2 separate regions of the Mus musculus genome follow, and region 2 is linked to region 1. The links are chromatin contacts, called in public Micro-C maps. All regions are on one chromosome and are shown on one strand. Each heading gives the region's core, a stretch centred on a gene start, on an enhancer-like site or on the middle of the called end of the contact. The rest is flanking DNA. Distances are from core to core; before and after follow the strand shown.

The links. A called contact is a pair of places that touch in the nucleus more often than the background predicts.
Region 2: a contact with region 1 is called in a Micro-C map of the G1E-ER4 cell line. The contact joins two enhancer-like sites. A contact is called at or near these places in 3 of 484 Hi-C or Micro-C datasets (the G1E-ER4 cell line and pancreatic cancer cells), 7 of 115 datasets of contacts at active chromatin or transcription factors (differentiating embryonic stem cells, embryonic basal ganglia, embryonic forebrain and 1 more) and 1 of 9 other capture datasets (liver).

Annotation. Positions count from the first base shown.
Region 1 is chr11:84,567,752-84,571,594 of GRCm38.p6, forward strand. No RefSeq gene overlaps it. Among named protein-coding and RNA genes, the nearest start is that of Lhx1os, 44 kb to the left of the region's middle. Within about 2 kb of position 1,855, at least 13 of the 459 cell types and tissues checked have an H3K27ac peak or open chromatin away from gene starts, as enhancers often do. A contact at or near this core is called in the G1E-ER4 cell line, where this site is marked.
Region 2 is chr11:84,699,316-84,703,457 of GRCm38.p6, forward strand. No RefSeq gene overlaps it. Among named protein-coding and RNA genes, the nearest start is that of 1700109G15Rik, 19 kb to the right of the region's middle. Within about 2 kb of position 2,161, at least 23 of the 459 cell types and tissues checked have an H3K27ac peak or open chromatin away from gene starts, as enhancers often do. A contact at or near this core is called in the G1E-ER4 cell line, where this site is marked.

The DNA of each region.
Region 1 (3,843 bases), core at 605-3,104:
ATGGCCAGTTTTGAGCTATGTTGGAGGATCAAACCCAGGGCTTTGGCATACTTCGCTAGGACTCTGAGAGATATCTCTACTCTTCTTTTTGTTTTGCTTTATTATATGGTCCAGACCAACTTTGAACCAGTGATCCTTCTGTCTCAGTCTCTCAAATGCTGGGGTTATGGCTGTGAGCAACCATGCTCCCTATCAGATTTGGATGGAGCATCCTGTCTAACTCAGTGCCTGACACAGGGTGGTTCCTGAGGGTGGACAAATGAACAAACAAATGAGCTTCAGCGGGGATGCAGGGAGAGATCAAACACTTCGCTTCTGAAAATAGCTGTTCCACGGAATGAAGGCTCCAAGGTGAACACAGGTACTGGACTCAGGACTGTCGAGGGAAGAGTTCCACTGGGCATGCCTGTATCTTTAGGAACACAGCAGGTGGGGGCTTTTTCCTTCTGTCCGTTCGACATTTGCCTACCTGCCTGTGAACATATGCAGACACTGAGGTTCATTTGGTAGATCTTTGTGCCCTGGGTTTAAAGGAACATGAGAGGTAAAAGGCTCTGGGAATCTGTGTGTACGAATCATGTGTGACTTTGAGCACCCAGGTATGGGTGTGGCACCCTTGTACAAACAGCTCTATATGCAAATCATGCCCCTGCATGTTTTTGCATTTGTGGGCACGCATGTACTTGCATAGCTGTGTGCCTACGGGAGCCAGGCTGAGCCTGGGTGTGTTCTGTCACTTTCTCCTGATTAGCCTTTGCTTGGAAACATTTAGGTGACGATTTACAGCGGCACCTGACCCTGGCCTCTGTGCCTTACCCTGTGTGTGTGTACAGCAGGGGCTGTTCCCTGCCCCCTGCCCCCTGCCTACCCCTTGCCCCCAGGCCACATAACTGTGATTTACAGCGAGCCTGCAGGGATCAGCTCCCTCCCAATGGCCCACCTCTTGCAGCTCCTGTACCAGATGGGCTGCCAGGGAGACTGAAGCAAGACACCAACCGGCAGCCAGGCCCATCTGGGTGGGACGGCTCCCTCACCCACTGCTCCCTCCCTCTAGTCCCTGTCATCTTGTCTTGAGCTTGTTCTTGGCTGTTGGGACTGTGAACTGAGATGGGAGGTCCAAGTCTGTGACATCAAACAGAAAGCACTCCTGTGCTTCATTCATCTTCATTCCAGACGCAGATAGACAGACAGATGGACAGACATCCATAGATAAAGGTGCCGATGAGTCCACATACAAGGAGACACACAGGGTCAAGTCTGACAAACGTGTGTGTGTGTGTGTGTGTGTGTGTGTGTGTGTGTGTATGTGTGTGTGTGTGTGTGTGTGTGTGTGTGTGTGTGTGTGTGTGTGTGTTCATGGGGGATCTGATGCACACGTGGGGGCTGGGAAGAAAACCAGGCCCCCTGCAGCCAGGCCCAACGCCCCCGACTCCCCCCTGGGTCCCTGCTCCCCCTCCTCCATTTCTACTATCCCTGATGCCAAAGGCTATCTTCTCCAGCCTGTGCCAATCCATTATGCAGGTCCATTCAACCAGCAAGGGCATTTCTGGGGGGTGGGGGTGTTGTCCCTGAGGTGGAGCCCTAGGGGCTACAGATCAACTCAGTACCCTTAGGCCAGTGTAGCTGGGAGCAAGGGGGGCGGGGTGGAGAAATCCAGGGCTGTGTCAGGCTGAAGGTGAGCGCTGGAAACAAAAAGATTGGAGTAAATTATTATTCCCCCCATGGCTTTCCCAAGGAAAGTGGAAGCAGCAGCCTGAGGCCCGTTTTCCTATTTGATGGGGAATCAGATAAATGGCAGGCAGCTTGCTCTGATAAGGGCTTGCTCTGGGCACAACCTCTCTCTCCGCAACCCTCTTACTATGCATAGAGGAAGGCTATCTGTGCAGCTGCACCTTGACACAAATATATCTGCACCCGAGATGAAGCAATTCCCCTAGAAATTACAGCAGGGGGATTGCATCTGAGGAGGGGGCCCTGGGGAGGGCTGGGGGGGTGTTGCAGGGACGGGGGAGGCCTGGGACAGGCAGGGAGCAAAAGAAGGAGGCATCTGGGAGATTGGGAGTGGGGAGGAGGTCAAGCGGACTGCACCAGGGAGGGGCCTAGAAGCATCTTTGTATGAAATTTATACATTTCCCCCTCCACTGAGCATCTTTCCCAGAACTATTCTTTTTCCTCCTGCGTCATCTTGCTAATGGGGAAGCCCACCAGAGCCCCACCCCCAACTCTCTCGACTATATTCTCCTGCTTATAGAATTAACTCTAAAATATGTGGTCAGTAGTAGATTTTTTATAATGACTCGTCTAAATGGAGAAGTCTCAGCAGTAAAAACCGCTCCTTTTAGTAGGGGAACGGGGTGTTTAATAAGAGTTAAATAAAGATATACATCGATACATATGTTTGGAAGGAATGGTGAGTGCAGAGTTCTAACTGTTCTGCGTGGAAATACATCTAACCTGTCATGAGGCTCTCCAGGAGGTGTATGCATACGTTGAGCATGGAGGCAGAAATGTACGGGAACATGCCTGTGTGTTAGTCTGAGCGCTTGGCCCCAGGAAGAGAAGCTCTGAGCGAGACATGGAGCTCTGAAGCTCATCAGGCACAAAGGCCCCCTACACTGACGACAACCCCTCCCCTCCTAGCTAACGCTTGGCTGTGTAAAGGTGTCCAAGGGTGCTTGGCAGCAGGGCTTGGAGGGACAAGTACATGGGGAGGGGCAGTGGGTCATGTTTGTTGAGGTGGGAGGTATCCCGATAATACAGGGAAAGCTTACTGAGACTGGGCCGGGCAACAGGAGGCATCTCGTGCATACGCATGCGCATGCGTGGGAAGGGTGCGGTGGGGCGTGGGGGGGGGATCGGAGTGAGCACTCGGACCCGGTTTCCCCTCCCTCTCCAAACTGGCACCTGCCTTGGGTCTGACTGTCAGAGCAGCTGTGAGACACAAGAGTGGGCTGACAGATGCCTCAGCCTCAGCCTTTGTCTAAGCAAGAGAAAAATCACACCCTCCTCTTAAGCCCCCAGGGCAGCTGAGGCTGGAGGTTTCCCTCCCAGCTCACCCTCCAACTCCCTTCTCTAACCCTGGAAAGCAACAGGGGTCTTCATATAATTCTAAGCTCCATTTGAGGAGTAATAGAAAAGGAAGGTTTAGAGAGAAGGTTTAGAAGTTTTTGAACCCCTTTGCCTAGACCATAACACACTTCCAAAAACCACGAGTGTTGGGGGGCGGGGAGGTGGTGTTGGCTGGGGTTGTATGAGATCTTCATGCCAACCTGAGCCAGCTGGAGTGGGTTGAGCCGTGCTCAGGGGGATCAGGCTTCTTGGTTTCATCTGCCCCTCCTCCAGCTTACTCTCTCCTCAACTGTAAAATGTGGGGAGAAACTGTTTCAACAGCAGAGGTCCCGTTACATAACATGGGTATCTGGGATCTAGAGGCACACTGCGTTGATGGGGTAAGAACACATGGATTTGTCATCTGCCACTGCTTTGGGTTGAGTCTGGAGGCACCCAAGGACTGTTTATTTTTTGCCACTTCTGGGCTGGTGACATCATCTGGATTTACTTATGAAGCGATTCTTGGATCAGGCCACAAAACAGGAGTCCTCCATAAGGACCTACTATAAATGACCAGGTAGAGGATTCTGGCTCCATCCAAATGCGCTGTAGTGGAGGACTCAGCCAGGGACCTGAAAGGGCCAGGAAGTTTGGGAACAATGCCTCTAGAACAATAGTGGGAAGAAATTCCCTGAAGGTAGGCTAGTGGGTCCTATTGTTTGTTATATTGGTAAGTTAGGGTCTACTGTGGGCCAAGAACACTCATTCATGCTATGGCAGGACTTGGGCGAT
Region 2 (4,142 bases), core at 911-3,410, 130 kb after region 1:
TCAACCAAAATGGTGGAGATCGGTCACTGGCTAAAAGTGCCCTCACTGCCTAGGTTTACCAAGGCATTTTTGAGAGAGCTGTAGACCGGAATGGCCTCAGCTATGAGCTCAGGGCCTCCTAGCCCAGTGGCAGGGCTTGGGGACCTCTATGTCCCCTATGCTGCATGCACCAGTGCGCTCTTCTGCCTGGCAGCCTCCTAGGCCACAGCAGCCAGAAGGCAGAGTGCTGGGAAGGAAGGCACCTCCTTGCCACTGGGTAGACAGCTTTTTTGTTTGTTTGTTTGTTTTGTTTTTTTGTTTTTTCGAGACAGGGTTTCTCTGTATAGCCCTGGCTGTCCTGGAGCTCACTTTGTAGACCAGGCTGGCCTCGAACTCAGAAATCCGCCTGCCTCTGCCTCCCGAGTGCTGGGATTAAAGGTGTGTGCCACCACGCCCAGCGACAGCTTTTTAAAGTCCCTCTGGACCTGGGCAGGCTCCTTCCTGGGGCCTCAGTTTCTTGCAAGGCAACCGAGAGGGTGTCCCAGCAGTGCCAAGGTTTTCACCCTGTAGGAGTAAAGTCCAAACTAAAACCTCCATTTATAACTTAGATACCATTCCCTGGAGCCCCCCGCCTTGAATTAGGTCAGCAGTTTCACAACCTGTGGGCCGCAACCCTGTTGGCAAACCTTTATCTCCAAAATTATTTATGTTACAATTCATCACAGTAGCAAAATTACAGTTCTGAAGTAGAAATGAAAATAATTTTGCCGTGGGGGGGGTCACCATAACATGAGGAACTGCTGTATTAAAGGGGTCAGTCACAGCATCAGGAAGGTTCAGGACCACTGAGTTAGATGAACAAGGGAATGCTGGACCTACAAGGCCCCATGGAACAGTCACTGTCTAGAGGGTGGTAGGGATGCTGAGTTCTTAGTGCAGACCCTGTGCTCACAAAATTCCTAGGGACGCCATCTTATGAGGTTTTGTAGCCTCTCTATATACCAGAGTATCAGCCCTACTTCACAGAGGGCCAAAGAAGGCCGTCTCCCCAAGCTACCTAGAGCCCAAAGTCTGACCCTTCTTCTACTCAGTGGCTTGGTCCCTGTCTTTGGAATGCAGTGAGCCTCTCTGCCTCTGTTTACCCACTTCCTTTGGCTGGCTTCATTTAGGGTGGGTGGGAAGTAGGACAGAGGAGGGGGTACCCTGGGCAACAGAGAGAGGAAGATGGCCAGATGGTCTGCACCTAGTTCTCACTTGTGTGATCATAGTGGTCCAGAGAGTCTGACTCTTCATGGATACTCAAAGAAATGGTGACTGAGGACCAAGGTCCACACCAGTCATCCTAGCAGTCAGGGAGCTGGCAGGATCTGAAGCTTGAGGCCGACAAGTGTTACATAGGAAATTAAATGACAATCCCAGCGACATTGTAAAACCCTGTGTCAGCCCTCCTCACATACTGCCCCCACTCTAGGCAAAAACAAACAAAAACAATAAGTTGGCATCTGTTCTCTCACATGGATGTTGTATGACATGTGCACATACATGTATACACACACATGCAGACACATACATACATGCTCATGTGTGTACACACACAAATAAATAAGAGTTATACAAAGTTTTTGAAGAATGCTAAAGGAAGGGAGAGAGGCAGGACACATGGGTCCCAGGTGTGATCCCTCTTACACCCCTACATGGACCTTGTCCCAGAATACGATATGCTAGCATCTCTCAGCAACTCCAGTAGGACACGTCTGAAGTACCCTTCTGAAGACCCCAGGGTCCCAGGACCCCACTCTGACCTCCCTTAGTGGGTATAGCAATCCTTTCTTCAGACCTCAATTTTCCTCATCTGTAACAATGTCAGAATGGATCCAAAAGCCTACCCGCATTGTCACCACTTCCTGACGTGGCTCTGCCACAAAACCCTGGTGCTCAGCAAACAGAAGGGAAGCCCCTGCTCCCACCCTCGCGATGAACACACTGCAGGCTCCTTCCAAAAGCCTAGCCAGGGTGCCCTGACCACACAGCCCTTGTCGGGCCATTCATCAGGGGCCACCGTGCAGCAGGCTGCCGGTGGAATGAGGCTGCCTTCTGCTCCTGCTTCGACGGGCATAATGTATGCCCCGCACCAGGCCCCAGTCACTCAATCCCAGCCGGTCTGCGGAGGCCGAGATAGTCCTTAATGAGAAGAGCCCGGCTTTATCTGCTTTCGACTTCAGCCATTATCTCCCCCAGTCTATAGACACGCAGTTACCTCTGACAATAATGCTCACAGGCAACAAATGCTGATGAGTTTTCTATGCAGTCCGCACAATAAGTCTATCAAAACAACCCCGGAAAATTATGAACCCCTGTGACAGACAAATACAACCAGCTTCGGCGTGAATTTAGAGCCCCCAACGCTACGTTTCTTTTAATTCTTCAGGCTTCCCTTATCTCTGCTGTCCCTCTTCTGGTGGGAAGATAACAGTAATTCTTCTCTGTGCTAGTTTTTTCCCCCATCCACAAAGCACCCCCCCCAACGCTTTTTTTTCCACCCACTGAGTGAGATGTTTTCCGTGTCTTTCTGCTTGCTAAAGATAAAGGGTTAAAGACCAACTTATGTTGGGTGCTGGGGAAGGGGGGAGGGGGCACAGGAGAGGGGGCGAAGTAATCAAGCATTCAAGAGATTGCTATCGGAGAAGCTGCGCAGAGAACAGTAATTTTGCTGGCTTCGGCGAGGGCTCTCTCCGTCCCACCCCCCCACCTTTTTTTATGAATGCACATAATGCCTGGAGTGTTGGGGGCAGATAAAAGAATTAGCAGCAGCCAGGGGGACGGAGGCCCAGAGAACAGGGGAGAATTAGAATGTCTATCTTTGTCTCTTCCGGCTCATCCAGCCAGCCGAAGCTCCCGGCTCGTAAACAATTTAATCTTTTTGCTACAGTTAAAATACAAAGGCGGCAAGCCTCCTTCCAAATGGAAAAGGGAGGAGGTGTGGGTTGAGAAGAGGATGGGGCTGGAGGCTGGGGGGTGGGGGGTGTGATGGGGAGGGGGGGTCGAGAGAGAGAGAGAGAGAGAGAGAGAGAGAGAGAGAGAGAGAAGGGCTGACACCAACTTTGCTGCTGGTTTAGTCTCTTGACCTCTGAGATCTTAATAGTATCCCCCTTACCAGCCCAGTAGGGAACACACACAGTCCAGAGCCCATTTGGCCCATCTAAGGGTTAAAGGTGTAGCCACTGGGGTCAGGGTTTTGTTCCTGTTCCTGGGAGGTGGCAGTTGTCTGCCCATAGGAAGCCTCTTTCCTAGGATATGTTTTATCAAGGCCTGGTGGCACTTTTCCTCTTCCCTCCCCTCCTGCTTGTTCCTTCTTCTCCTGAGAGCAGGGTTCAAGTCTTATGAAAGGAGCACAGCTTTTATTTCCTAGCAGACTGCAAGCTTCCAGGGCGGGAGGATCATGCCCTAGGGTCAGGGGCAAGGGCAGGACTCCCTACTGAAAACCGAGACTTCAGCCCTCCAGCTTCTAGTTGACATCAGTAAGTGAGATTAAGGCACGAGTACAATCTCTCTCTCTCTCTCTCTCTCTCTCTCTCTCTCTCTCTCTCTCTCTCTCAATGAAGGCAAGAACACTGCCTAGAAAGGGAGCTCTTTCGCAAGATCAGATCATTTTGACAGAACTGAAAATTCACCAGGTTAAAGAAACCTGCCTAGGGACCTTTATCAATAGAATTAAAGAGGAGACCCCCGAGTCTGGGCATGCTCAGAGCAGCCAGTGTCCCTAAATGTTCACTCTACCCCCACACTGTGGTCATCTTTAGTCATTCCAGCTGGCCCCCTGTTGCATCCAACAACATAGAAAAACTAGTTCGTCTTAGGGCGACGTTAGAAGCTGGCATCTCCCATCTTCACCCTGGTACGGTGTGAGGTGGTGGCTCTTGAGTATTAGCCTTGAGTTTACTGGGAGCTCCCGGCAGTCTTCCTCACTCCTGGAAGACCAGGTCCAGTAGAAAGGCCAGCAAAGCCTGCTGACTGCTGGCTGGGTGAGTTGGTAGATGAGAATCTGAGTGAATAAAGTCAAGGCCCAGGAAGAAAGTAGGCATGAGAGAGTCACACGGAGAACAAGGTGGAAGCAATAGAAGAAGGGATGGGAGCTCAGAAGGATGGAGGAAGGCCCAGAGAGT